Regions from separate parts of the Mus musculus genome. Here region 1 is linked to region 2. Evidence: chromatin contacts called from public HiChIP or PLAC-seq data. All regions are on one chromosome and are shown on one strand. Each heading gives the region's core, a stretch centred on a gene start, on an enhancer-like site or on the middle of the called end of the contact. The rest is flanking DNA. Distances are from core to core; before and after follow the strand shown. Region 1 holds the start of Imp3 (IMP3, U3 small nucleolar ribonucleoprotein). Region 2 overlaps Ppcdc (phosphopantothenoylcysteine decarboxylase).

Region 1 (7,030 bases), core at 3,699-6,198, 480 kb after region 2:
TCATAATAAGCACATAATTCACATGTATACACAATTAACAATAATAAATCAATTTTTTGGAAACAGGGGTTTTCTGTGTAGCCCTGCCGTCGTGGAACTTGTTCTGTAGATCACACTGGCCTTGAATTTAAGAGGTTAGCTTCCTTTTGCCACCCAAATGCTGGGATTAAAGGTGTGTTCTACCATCAGCCAGCAGTAAATCTAAATAAAACAAAATAGAAAACCTTTTGAGTTGAATGTGGTAATATACACTTGAGGTCCCTGCTACTCAGGAAGCTGGAGGCAGAAGGGTCACTGCTTGGGTTCAAGAACTGTAAACCAGCCTGGACAACATAAAGACCCTGCTTCCAATATTAAGCTGGGTGTGGTGGCACCTGCCTTTAATCTCAGCATTTGGGAGACAGAGGCTGGTGGATCTCTTGAGTTCAAGACCAGGATGGTCTACAGAGTGAGCTCCAGGATAGCCAGTGCTACATTGAGACCATGTCTCATCTCCTACCTTTCAACCCCACCCCTCCTCCCACAACAAAACAAAACCCAAAAAACACAAACGATGAGCTAGGCATGGTGATGCACACTTTAATCCCAGTACCCAAAAGACCTGCAGGAATTCTCTGAATCCAAGACCTGTTTAGTCTACACAGTGAGGTCCAGGTCAGCTACAGCTAAATGGTAAGACGCTACAAATAATTTAAAAAGTAAAAGGAGCCAGGCAGTGATGGTACATGCCTTTATCCCGGCATTCTGGGGCAGAGGCAGGCAGATAGATCTCTGAGTTTGAGGCCAGCATAATCTACAATGTGAGCTCCAGGACTGCCAAAACTACACAGAGAAACTCCATCTCGAAAAACCAAAAGAGTCAAAGAACTAGGCTATAGCTTAGTGATGTGTGTAGCCTGCATGGAGAAAAGAAAGGATTGGCTTTTGCTGCCAGGAGATGCAATAAACACTCTGAGGCAAGTTGCCATAGCTACTTTTGGAAAAGATTTATTTATTCTCATTTTGTGTATATGAGTGCTTGCCTGAATGTATGTATGTATATCACCTGCATGACTGGTGCTCAGAGGTCAAAAGCAGGCACTGAATCCTGGGAACTGGAGTTATACATAGTACATATACAAAGTACCATATGGGCAATGGACATCAAACCTAGGTTCTCTGCAAGAAAAGCAAGTACCCTGAACTGCGAAGGTCTCTCAAGCCCTATGCCATAGTTATGTAACAGGGCCCCAGACCTTAGTAGGCCTGCAGACCTCACACAACCGACTCCATGATGGCAGTGCCATTCAGGCTGTAAAACAATGAAAACAAATACCTAATCCATCAAAGTCCATAGCTCTGGAAACGTCTCTCAAAGTACTACTTTTGGGCTTTTGTAATTCCACTTCTGGCAAACTGTTCTTGTTAAGTGTGTCAACCCAAAACGTGATTTTTATGCTTTAAAGCTCACCCTGGAAAAGGCTCAGTGTAGTGGACTGAGGGCCAAAAGATTTGGTAGTGACTTAAACCTATGTCCAAACAGTACTCTCTGGTGAATACCCCCAAGTTATTTATAACAAACATACACAAACATACAGCTGGGCTGTGCCACCTCTCCAGATCATTCTTTTTTGTTTTGTTGTTTTTCGGAGACAGGGTTTCTCTGTGTAGCCCTGGCTGTCCTGGAACTCACTTTGTAGACCAGACTGGCCTCGAACTCAGAAATCCGCCTGCCTCTGCCTCCCAAGTTCTGGGATTAAAGGCGTGCGCCACCATGCCTGACATTCTCCGGATTACTCTTGTTCTTCTCCTTTTGTTTTAGACAGGATTTCTCTGTGTAGTCCTGGCTATCCTGGAACTCACTGTAAACCAGGTTGACCTCAAATGCAGAGATCCACCTGCCTATACCTCCAGGGTGCTGAGTTTGAAGGCATGTGCCATACAGCCCAGCCTCTATAACTCCTTAAAAGTATTAGTTTTGTTTATGTGTGTGGATATACATATGTAAGTGCAGGAGCCTGAGGAGGCTAAGGTATTTCATGCCCCTGGAGCTGGAGTTATAGGTAATTTTAAGTCTGATACACTGGGATCCTCTTCAAGAGCTGTGCAAGCTCCTAACATCAGAGCTTTTTTTGTCTTCACTTTCAGCGGCTGTTTTGCTTTTTAATTTGGGGGTTGGGGATGAGGTACTGAAACTGGGTTTCTTTGTAGCTCTGGAATTTACTCTCTAGACCAGAGATCCAACTGCCTCTGCCTCCTGGGTGCTGGGATTGGATGAGTCCAAAGAAATATTATTAAAGGCATATGCCACCATGCCCAATTTTTCTCCCTCTCTTGGTAGATGGGTATTTTGCTTGCATGTCTATATACATATGCATGGCTGGAGGAGGATATTGGATCCCTTGGAAGTAGAGTTTTTGGAAGAACAGCTAGTGCTCTTTACTGCTTAGTCATTTCTTCAGTCTTTTATTTCTTGAGACACTGGCTTTGCAGCCTTGGCTGACCCCACACTTGCAGTGTTTCTGCTTAGTGCATAATACACCAGCTCTGACTAACTTCTTCTATAGCATCCTGCTGAAACCAATCACTGCCTAGTGTTGCTACTGACCTGGAGGCTGACACTCCAACATATCTTTTAAGGACTGGCTGTGCATTAGCACTCTTAAAACTCTTAATTCATTTATCAAGCAATCAAATACTGACTTATCTTCCTTTCTCACCTGAAAAGTGCAGAGTAACTGATCTACTCATTTAAATGGGTTTGTTGGGAGGGTATATATTACCCATGTAAACCTGTGTCTAATATTTGGAATCATTTCATGTTACCTTCCCTAGTTTTACTTTTTTTTTTTTTAAGATTTATTTATTATATCTAAGTACACTGTAGCTGTCTTCAGATGTACCAGAAGAGGACATCAGATCTCATTACAAATGGTTGTGAGCCACCATGTGGTTGCTGGGATTTGAACTCAGGACCTTTGGAAGAACAATCGGTGCTTTTAACCACTGAGCCATCTCTCCAACCCTAGTTTTACTTTTTAAAAAATTTTGTTTGTATGAATGTAAATGACGTACCATGCATGTGGAAGGGTCGGCTCTCTCCTTCCACCATGTGGGTTCCAAAACTAAATTCACACTGTCAGCCTGAGCAGCAAGTGCCTCTCTCCCCATTGAGCTATCTTGCCTGGCTCACTAGCAAGGAAGAGGAAGCACATAAAATCTGAGCCTCATCAGTGCACACTGTAATATTAGCACTGGAGAGGCTGAGACAGGAGGATCACTTCTAGTTCCAGACCAGCTTGAGCTTCAAATCAAAACCGGTCTCAAAAGAGAGAGAGAGAGAGAGAGAGAGAGAGAGAGAGAGAGAGAGAGAAGAAAAATAACCCCTACACAAATACCTTAATCTGCCAGACTCTGAATTCTATTTTGTATTTGGTCTGGGATAAAACTTGGTGCTCTATTTACCAGTTCTATTGCTTTATGGTTTTCCTTTTGCTTCTGCTGCGTTTTTTTTTTTTTTTTTTTTAAAGTCCTAAATTTCTCTGCATAGCCCTGGTTGTCCTCATGTCGACCAGGCTGGCCTGGAACTCAAAGATCTGCCTGCCTTAACCTCCTAACTGCTGGGATTAAAGGCTGTGCCAGCACTACCTCGCCCTTTTGCTTGTTTTTTTTTTTTGGGGGGGGGGGTGTCCTTAACTCTGAAGCCAGGACCTTGAAGAACATCTGTTTTCAGGAACCTCCTGGGTCCCTTCTAACCACTAGCTGGCCAAACTACAGGGCGATCATTTCCTTAGGCAAGCAAACACTCCAGGACTTTAATATGGTATTTCCTGGGGCTGGAATATCAACAGGAAGTCTTGTGGATAAAAGCTCTGCCAAAACATTCATTCCGAGAAAAGGACTGGTTAAGTGACAAATCTGCCCAGCTTGTACAACATCCTGCAACCTCCACGTGAGGCTCCAAAGCCTCACGCCTTCAACCCTTTTCCTGCCCTTAGGCTCTTCAGCTAGCAAGATAATAGATATGGCTATGTAGGACCCTAGGTAAGAAGAACGACCAGACAAAAATGTGCACTTAAACAACGTCGGTGGGACATTTATTGGCATTAGGAAAGGGTTTCTTTAAACGATATAAATATACTGAACTCAAACTCTCCATCCAGACGGTCCTATTTCAAGATGAAAGCAAAGGGGAAGAGGTAACATTCCTGCTTCTACACCACAAAGTTTAAGGCACAAGAAGCTAGCAATCCCCAGTGCGGTACAAAACTGCTTCCCACTGTCTCTCAAGACACAGTCACTTAATTGTCAGTCCAAATTCTAGGAAAAATTCCCAGTACACCGGGGCAATCCTCCCCATCCCCGGTTCAGTGACCTGTAGCTGAGAAGCCAGGACAAGAAGACTCGCTAGGCATCTAGATCAAAGTCATCGCGCTCCTCATTGTACTCCAACACGTGCCGCTTGATCTTGGATGAGTCCACCCAGGTGACAAAGTCCTCCATGCTGCGAGTGACGAGAAAGGCGGGATCAGTGACCACGTCTGGGCCCACGCGGACATGACCCTGCTCCACAAAAGCCACAGCAGCTTGGAGATGCTGCGCCATGCGTAGCTTGAGGAGCAAAGTAGGCAAGCGGCGGCGGCAGAAGGACGAGGCCGAGACGGAGTCGCAGAGTTCCAGTGAGCCGCGCGTGGGCACCAGGCCCATAGCGTACAGCTTGTCCAACAGCGCCGCCGAGGCGCGCACGCGGAATGGGTCGCGTTCCGGCAGGTCGCGCAGGCGCCGCGCCAGCTCGCGCACCGCTCGGCTCAGCTGGTTGTAGCGCGTGTACTCCTCGCGCCGCTGCAGCCGGTACCGCCGCAGCACACGCAGTTCGTGGAGGTTGTGGTCGGTGACTTCCCAGTTTAGGAAGTCCACCTGTTTCAGCAGCTTCTGCTCGTGGAACTTAAGCTTCCGCACCATGATGGAGAATGCGGGAGAAAGGGAATACGTTGAAAATCTAGCGTAATTTCCGCCTCGACGTAGAAAGACCCCGCCTCTAGATCACTGGACCAATCAAAAGATTGGTTAAAGACACGCCCCCGGTTTTTCATTCGTCCAACTCTGGAACTTCCTGTTTTGAAAGGGGAGCGGGGGAGAAAGAATTGCGGAAGGAGAGCCGTGTCCTGCGAATACACTTTTCCTTGCATGCAGTGCGTATGCAACTAGTCTAGTCCAGTGTTGTGTTTTGTTTTTAAATATTTATTCATTTACGTATTTTGTGTATATGATTGCTCTGTCTTCATACCGGAAGAGAGCTTCAGATCCCCTGTTTGTGGTTTTCCTGGGAATTGAACTCTGGACCTTTGGAAGAGCAGTCAAGTGCTCTTAACCGCTGAGCCATCTTGGCAGCACCTAGTTTACTCTCAGAGTTCTGTCTTTGGTGACTGAAGAGAGTCTGCTCCGTCAATAGCTGTAGATGTCAGTTTCCAGAGAGAGAGGTTACTGCCTTTAAAAGAGTTGTCTCATAGTTTTGGTTGTGAGCCTATTATTTAATGGCTGAGCTATCTCTCCAACTCTGGAAAGATGGCTTAGCAGTTAACAGCACGGCTGCTCTTCCGGAGGTCATGAGTTCAAGTCCCATCGCCCACATAGTGGTTCACAACCATCTATAATGTGATCTGATGCTCTTTTCTGACATGCACATGTACATGCAGCTAAGAGCACTGATACACATAAAACAAATCTTTTTTTTTTAAAGCATACACAACTTTAGAAGAGTGGAATGCTAATAAATAAATAAGAGGATTATCTCTGTCAAAAAACGTGATTAGAACTCTGCAAATGTCTCAGTTCCAGTGGTCCCCAGAGTTGACAAATAGTCCCATCCTGGCCAGCATGAGATCTGTCACTGGACTGGCAGTAGTACCAAACAATCAGGATTGGAAGCATTCCTGCCTCTTATTTTTTTGACACAGTTTCCTTAGGTAGCCCAGGTCAGCCATGAATTCACCACAATATAACCAGATTCAATCCAAAAGGATGAGATTATGAGTGAGCATGTGCCACCATGGCTGTCTTACTTTATTTTATTTTTTGAGACAGAATGTCTCTAGTACTATCTGTCCTGGTAATTTTTATATAGACCAGGCTGTCCTTAAACTCAAAGAGATCCATTTACCTCTGCCTCCAAGTGCTGGAGTTAAAGTGTTACTCAGGTATGTCTGGAGATTGTTTCTGCAATCCTCAGTGACTGATGGTACCCATCAATGATGAGAAATTCAGAGTGTAAGTAGGAGTCCTAACCTTCATCTGTAAGAGGTGAACAGTCTGGTAAACAATTCCTGTCTGAAATCACAGAAGCAGAACGAAGGCCAGAAGAATTTCTACTGAGCCCCTACCTGTTGGGGTAACCTCCTGACACACAAACCATATCAGTTATGAAGGTGTGTCTCTCTACTCTCTATTGCTGTAAGTGAGGCTGGCAGGATATATTGTATTGTCACTTCTACAGCCCACAATGCATGCTTTCTATGTGTCGCTTCCTCATCTACCCCAAAAGATGATTTGCTGAGATTATCACGTTGAAAAGCAAGCTATGAACTTCAGGAGCATGTGAAGGGGTTGGTCCTGCAGATCCAAAGCTGCAGTATCTCCATGGCACCTGGTGTGGTGGTTTGAATATGCTTGGCCCAGGAAGTGGCACTATTAGGAGGTGTGGCTTTGTTGGAGGAAGTGTGTCTCTGTGGGGGGTGGGCTTTGAGAGATCCTCCTCCTAGCTGCCTGGAAGCCAGTCCTCTTTTATTTGCTTTCTGAACAAGATGTAGAACTCTCAGCTCCTCTGTCGCCATGCCTGCCTGGATGCTGTTATGTTTCTGTGATGATGATGGACCGAACTTCAGAACCAGTAAACCAGCTCATATTAAATGTGGTCCTTTATAAAGGGTACCTTGGTCATAGTGACTGACCACAGTAAAGGCCTAACTAAGACAGATGGCAACAACAGTATGTCTGAGAGGAGTCAGTTCTCAGGTGTAGCTGAAGCCAGAGGCCTCCTACCAGACCAATGAAG
Region 2 (6,840 bases), core at 3,495-5,994:
AAAAAAAAGAGCTGTGCAGAGCATGGTCCCCCCACCCCACCCCACCCCACTCTGTGTAGGGGAGAAACAGCCAAGGGAAGGGCTGGTGACCTGGCTATGTGCAGAGAGGCTCCCTCGACCTGAATCACCAAGTTCTTATCAGGCAGCCAAGTGGATGCAGCAGAATTGGAGCTGTCAGGGTTTCTCCAGCGGCCAGGATACTGAATTTCCTTTCTGAGATCTTCCAATTTATACATTCATTAAAACTTCTTACAGCTGTCTAGGCTACGTGACGGCCCATGGTCAGACACTGTGGCCTTTGCCCACAGCCATGGCTGTCAAATGATTCTTTCTGTCACCCTTGACTGGCCTTCCTCCTTGATGAATGTCCTTCCCTGAGTCAGTGCTTTAACACAGGTTAAACAGCCCCCTCATTTGCGTCAATACTTTTCCAGTGATTGACAGGGTGAAGACACTCATTCTCCCCAACGAGGGCACAGATTTTATTTTCCCAGAGCCTGTCTGCAGCCTGAGGCCCCTTCCCACACCAGACCTTGTTTCTGAAAGTAGGTGAGGGGACTCTGCTGTCTCAATGGAACATGGATTGTGGCACCGTAGGGCCCACGACTTGGCCCTGTGAGTCTCCTTGGTCACCCACCCCCCCACCCACCCCCACACACCCCCGCTGCCTACAGTAGGCTTGAGTTCCCTTCCATTCTCTGCTGCCACTGCCTCCGGCCTCAACTGCAGAGAGTCAAGAGCCGCTGGTTATATACCCGAGGCCGGAGGTGACTCATCTCTCAGCAGCCCCTTGAACAGGGAAGTGAGATGTGTGCACCTGGCAGGGCCTGGCCTTTGAGTGACAGCGGAAGTAGCTGTGTAAACATGAGGTTCATTGCTAAGGGGAAGTCCTGGTCAGCGCCAGGCTGTGAGGAGAGCATCTGCCTTCTGCCTGTACTGGCCCTCATGTGGCCTTTCCGCCTGTAGGTCTAGTAATGTTTCCATTTCTTCTCCCTTCTCTCCACTTTCTTGGTGACAGCTGGAAGTCACAGTGGTAACAACAGAGAGAGCCAAACATTTCTACAGCCCTCAGGATGTCCCCGTCACCCTCTACAGTGACGCTGATGAATGGGAGGTCAGTGTGGGCCCATTGCTTTTCTTCCAGCAGGACAGAGCTGTCTTCCCTGCAGCCTATGGCCCTGGCTGCTGGAGCACACAGCCTGGGCTCAAGTCGGTGGTCAGGGCCATCTGGGTAGAGGCGATGAGGAAAACATCTGTCTAGCTCCTGGCCTGCGGGAGGCCTGTGGTACCGCCTTCCTTAGGCAGAGCTCAGCTTTGGCCCAGTGCCCTGGGTTGTGTCCTTGTACTTATCTGGGCTGATGAAACCACAGAGGCGCTCTGTTCCCACCACCCCCATCCACGTGGCCCTCAGCATCCAGAGTGCCTCACTTCCCACGGCCGCTGGCCGTGCCTCTGCCCTCCTGCGGTGGGGTGGGCACCAGTGGAGTTGCCAGGCACGGAGTGTGGGCCTCATAGGGCTGTCCTGCCAGGACGTTTAAAACATTTCTGGCTGGGCTGCCCTTCTCCCCCTCCCCCTCCCTCTCCATTTCTCACCGCCCCAGAGTTCTTCTACTGGCTTGGACAACCCAAGCATCCGCCTCAAGCAGACAGGCCAGGAGTTCCCTGCCAGATGTCAGTTCTCCTGAAAACCAAACCATAAAGGGAATACGCTGAGAGAGACAAGGAGCGTTTGTTTCCTCAGGCCTGCTTTCTGTCAAGCTGCTGGCTCCGTGGCCGGTGCTCGCCAGCTTTGCTGTGAGAGGGGCTAGGTGGAAGTCCGAGGGAAATGGAGCTGGTTTCCTTGGCTTTTTAGCTCACTGTACCCAGCCTGTGTATGTGACCACCATCCCCTCCTCATGCACATACTGAGAGGGACTGGATTGGTGACCCCATTTCTTTTCTCTGGCAGATGTGGAAGCGCCGTTCTGACCCGGTTCTCCACATTGACCTGCGGAGGTGGGCTGACCTCATGCTAGTGGCTCCCCTCGATGCCAACACTCTGGGGAAGGTGGCCAGTGGCATCTGTGACAATTTGCTTGTGAGTGATTCCTGGTGTCTGTTCTCTCCAGCCTTGTTCCCAGTCTGCTGAACTGCAGGTTTCACTGTACAAGGAAGTCTGTTACTATGGGAGCAGGTTGTCGAGCATCCCCCCTGTCACTATGGGTACAGGTTGTCGAGCAGCCTCCCTGTCACTATGAGATGCAGGTCTATCGAGCAGCCCCCACCCCCGTCACCATGAGATTCGGGTCTATCGAGTAGCTCCCCTGTTACTATAGGATGCAGGTCTATTGAGCAGCCCCCCTGTCACTGTGAGATGCAGGTCTATCGAGCAGCGCCCCTGTTATTATGGGTGCAGGTCTGTTGAGCCCCCTCTGCTCCTGTCTCTTTAGCAAGAAGGTTGAAAATCTGGGTCCAGTGGACCATCTGGCCTTGCTGCTGGTATCTGGGCGTGTCTACCTTCTCCTGCCCACAGTGGTCAGCCAGGCGCCCCGCCCTCAGCCCTCTGCTCTTCCATCATCCTTCCTCACAGGTCTCCCTCTGCATGCACCTCCATTGAATTCCCTGCCTTTACTGCTTCCCCGTCAGGTCCTCCTTCCCACCGGCATCTAGAAACACCCCAAAGCTAAGACCCAGTTTTCACATTATCAGGGAAAGCTTGGGGAGAACGAGAGGGGAAAACTGGGTGAGAAGTGATTGCCAGATTGGCTTAGGCCTCTGAGACCTCCTGGGAGCTGCTCCCTTCAAGAGCATCTGTCTTCGTTTCTGTGATAATCCTGGGAAGGTCTTTGGTCACCTCTCCCTCTGTTTCTTGACCTTTCACCTCTCATGTTCTGGAGACTTCTACTGGGGACACGGGGAGTGCTGGCTCTGGAGAGAGGGTTGTGATCACCATGCAGACAGGGGAAATTTCCATGCTGAGCACTGTAGGCTCAGGTGAGCCCATTAGTCTTTGGAGCCTGCTTGGTGCTAGGCACTAAGTAGACCTTTAATAATACTGCTTGTATGTGGTAGGAAGTAATTCTCTCTCATAAATATTTTTTGTTTTTGAATTTATGTTTGTGTTTGTGTGTGCTTGTGTGTAGGCTTGTGTCAGACTTTTGGCAGTCCTCCTGCCTCTGCCTTCTGAATGCTGGCATTACTGGTGTGTGTTACTCAGCTCAGTTTTAGAGTTGAAAATGCTGAAGAAATAAATATTGAAGATGCATCAAGAACTTTAGGATATCACATATGATGGGGGCCCTTCATCTGGGCCCTGTGGCATAAGCCTGTAATCCTGGCAACTTGAGAGGCTGAGGCAGGAGGATCAAAATCTCAAGGCCTGGTGGGCTACAGAATGAATCTCTAAAGAAAGTAAAGAGGGCTGGAGCAGAGTGCTTGTGGCAGAGTGCTTGTGTAGTGAGTGGGAAACCCCAGGCTCACTCATTTCCCAGGATGGTGTGTAAAAGAAAGGCGGACACTAGTATCCTTATTTGCTTATGAGGCGCTCTTCTGGGAAGCTGCTGGTGACCCAAGCATTGTTAGACTAAGAATATAGGATGGGAGGAACACCCTCCCTGATGCTGTGGCCAGGAGCAGACTGGGAAGGACAGGGAAGCAGAGCTGGGTATAGCATGGTTGTCACTGCCTAGTAGAAACTGGAGAGGGGGTACTCAGCCGTGCACCCTGCTGCGCTCCCATTGGGAGGTTAGCAGCAGCTGATGTGATAAAACACTCCAACCTCAGAGCTGAACCCCAGCCACTTTCTTAGGCTTCCTCCTTCCCTCTGAAGATGCAGGCCACCCCCCTTGTTGTTGATGTTATTGTTATTGCTGTTATATGCGCTGCTCCTCCCCCATTAGAAACAGTCTTGAGCTGAGTTGGAGAGATGGCTCAGAGGTTAAGAGCACTGGGTGCTCTTTCAGAGGACTGGGGTTTGATTCCTAGTACCCACGTGGAGGTTCACAACTGTCTGTAACATCAGTCTCGAGATCTGGCATCTTCTTTTGGCCTTGGTGGGCACCAGGCACACTTGTGATACACAGACATATATGTGGTCAAGACATGTAAAACAAATATAATGTCATGTAGACCAACTGGCCTGGAAATCCTGATCCCCTCTCTCTTCCTTCCCCAGGTGGGATTGCAGGCATGGCCTGAGGGCCTGGCTTTTTTTTCTTCCAGGCTGCTTGCTACACCTCTGTTTTTGAGGTTTTCTTCTTCAGAATTGGCTGGACAGTGGAACATGTTCCCCAAACTAAGCATTTGCCTCAGTTTCCCTTGAAGACAGATGTCTGACACAATCCCTGGTGTTACGGTTTGAGCTGTTGGCACTCTAGGTGGTGTGGCCACCTCCTCCTCAGTATCTTCTTAGAGACCTGAAGGATGCTCAGCCTGCTCCCTCTTTGCAGGCAGTTGTCTCCAGCATTGGAAGGATGCTGGAGAGGAGCCTGCTAGATGTTCTCAGTCCTGCTCTCCAGGCCCTATGCCTGGGGATGGCTGTCTCCGTCTGTTCTGGCCTGGCTTCTGTGCTAAGTTGTCAGGTCCAGAAAGAGGAGTCGATGCCCCAGGTTGCCAGTCTGACGCTAGTCTCTGGACTGGGATCCAGCCGTCTGCCATGCCTGAGCAGATTCCCAGGGCCAAGGCTGAGGCACCCAGCATGCTGCCAGCCACTTGGCTGGAGCGGCAGTGTCCTCTTCCCTTCCTACTGCTAGTTGCTTCAGAGGAGCTGTGGTTTGTCCAGGAAACACTGAGCTGCGAGTCAGACAGTTGGGAAGTAGCCCTGCCGAGGGCAGACAGGTTGGAGTTTGCTGTGGTCAGCATGCTCTGTTTTGAGGGTTCTTAGAGCCCAGCCCCACCCCGTTCCTACACCACTCATCAAGGGTCCTTTCTAGGTTTGCTTATGACTCTGTCAAAGCAGCAGGTAGCACAGAGCCAAGAAGAAATGTGACTGAAGGTGTCCACCCACAGCCAGCTTGTCTTCTTGAGAGGAGCTGGTGGGAGACCAATGTTGATGCCTGGGACGAGGCAAGCAACCAGATTCCAGACTGTTTGCTGTCCCAGGAGGGGGCAGGGGCACTCGGGACTCGGGACTCTTTCTGAGCAGGGGTGTCATAGTTGCTGTATCCCCGGGAGCTCTCAGGAGGAGGTGGCTGCTGAAGTCAGAGCACAGGAAACCCGTTTCTTCAGGAGCAGTCTGTGGCCTCCCAAGCCTGGGCCTGGGGTAATGCAGGAACCCTAGCTGTGGGACCCGTACTTAGTACCAGGCTCTCAGCTGAGAATGTTGAAAGCTTTTGCATTTTTGCTGGGACCTGGGGGTACCCACCGCTGACATCAGCTCTTAGGAAAGCAGGGGACCAAGAGTAGAAGGTCTTCTGTCACATTGTCAGTTCAGAGGCCAACCTGGGCTACGTGAGATTGTGCCTCAAAAAACTACTACTATACCACACCACCATTAAAAACATTCACAGTCTTTTTAATTAAAAAATTATTTTATTTTATTTTGAAACAGGATCTATGTAGCCTTTGGTGGCCTAGAAGTTGCTATGTAAACCAGGCTGGCTTCAAACTGGGAGAGCTGTGTATGCCTCTGCCTCCCTAGGGCTAGGATCAAAGGAGTATGCTACAGTGCCCAACTTTTTCCTTTCTTTTTAAAATGATTTTCATTTATTTGTTTGTTTTATTGTATGTGGGTACACTATAGCTAGCTGTACAGATGGTTGTGAGCCTTCGTGTGATTGTTGGGATTGAATTTTTAGGACCTCTGCTCACTCTGGGCTACCCTGCTCCGGTTGGCCCTTCTTGGCTTGGGTAGTTCCTTGGCAGGCTCGGTCCCTGCTCGCTCCAGCCCAAAGATTTCTTTATTATTATAGATAAGTACACTGTAGCTGACTTCAGTCGCACCAGAAGAGGGCGTCAGATCTCATTATGGGTGGTTGTGAGCCACTGTGTGGTTGATGGGAATTGAACTCCGGACCTTTGGAAGAGCAGTCAGTGCTCTTACCAGCTGAGCCATCTCGCCAGCCCCAAGATTTTTCATAAAATAAAATAAAAATGACAGGGTCCTGGTATGTATTCCAGTCTGACCCTGAACTTGAGATTCTCTTGTCTCAGGCTCCAGAGGGCTGATATTACAGGCGCATGTCACCATACCTAGCATTCAACCATGGTTTGATATCAAGCTTGCATGACTTCAGAATTCAAAATCTCAAGACTCTGAGTTGGAAATAATCAGGGAGGGAAGGTCTGAACTGGTCTGCTCTGGTGTGTGACCTGGTGGTATGGTCTGGCTTTGGGAGATGGTGAGGCTGCCCAGTCAAAAGGATGGCTGTATAGGTCGCTGTTTGTATCTGTGTGACCTTGGACAACTGTTTATCTCTCAGGGAGCTGCAGCTTGCCCATCTCTGAACAAGGGACAATACCTTCCTTATAGGGCTACAGTAAGGGTTCTTGAGATAATGGATGACGAAGGGTACAGTGTGCTGGATGTTTTCATTCTCAGAGTTTAGTTGTAGAACTGTTGCTACCCAGAAGTAGAACTGTTGCTGAGTAGAGCGTGAACAGTCTGGTTCCTAGCTTTCCAGTGAATAGTGAAGCTGGCCTCCTGTCCCCCTGGGATTGCTTCTCTGTCCTTCAGTTGTGAGCCTGTGTGGAGACTTAGGCTGTTGGGCAGGGTCATTGTATACAGGATGGAGGTCTGTTGGAGGTATCTGGGTCACTGTGGGTGCTGATTGGGTATCTCCTGTGTCTAGGACCAAGCCAGAGCCTGAGTGGAAATGATGAGGGATGAAGAGACAGCCCTCCCTCCCAAGGATGCAAGAACAG

Evidence for each region. HiChIP or PLAC-seq counts read pairs in DNA pulled down with a chosen protein or histone mark.
Region 1: a FOXA1 HiChIP or PLAC-seq map of pancreatic cancer cells shows a contact between it and region 2. The contact joins the promoter of Imp3 here to the enhancer-like site in region 2. A contact is called at or near these places in 4 of 39 promoter capture datasets (the C10 cell line, cranial neural crest and pre-B cells), 3 of 484 Hi-C or Micro-C datasets (Sertoli cells, embryonic stem cells and pre-B cells) and 13 of 115 datasets of contacts at active chromatin or transcription factors (the SCID.adh cell line, bone marrow-derived macrophages, embryonic forebrain and 7 more).

Annotation. Positions count from the first base shown.
Region 1 is chr9:56,935,418-56,942,447 of GRCm38.p6, reverse strand. It overlaps Imp3 (IMP3, U3 small nucleolar ribonucleoprotein), which reads right to left and starts at 4,948. Exons shown (of 1, transcript NM_133976.2): 1 at 4,050-4,948. The coding sequence starts at 4,941. The coding sequence ends at 4,387.
Region 2 is chr9:57,415,400-57,422,239 of GRCm38.p6, reverse strand. It overlaps Ppcdc (phosphopantothenoylcysteine decarboxylase), which reads left to right. Exons shown (of 7, transcript NM_176831.5): 4 at 1,019-1,114; 5 at 1,949-2,077. Among named protein-coding and RNA genes, the nearest start is that of Ppcdc, 21 kb to the left of the region's middle. Within about 2 kb of position 4,744, at least 30 of the 459 cell types and tissues checked have an H3K27ac peak or open chromatin away from gene starts, as enhancers often do. A contact at or near this core is called in the SCID.adh cell line, bone marrow-derived macrophages and pancreatic cancer cells, where this site is marked.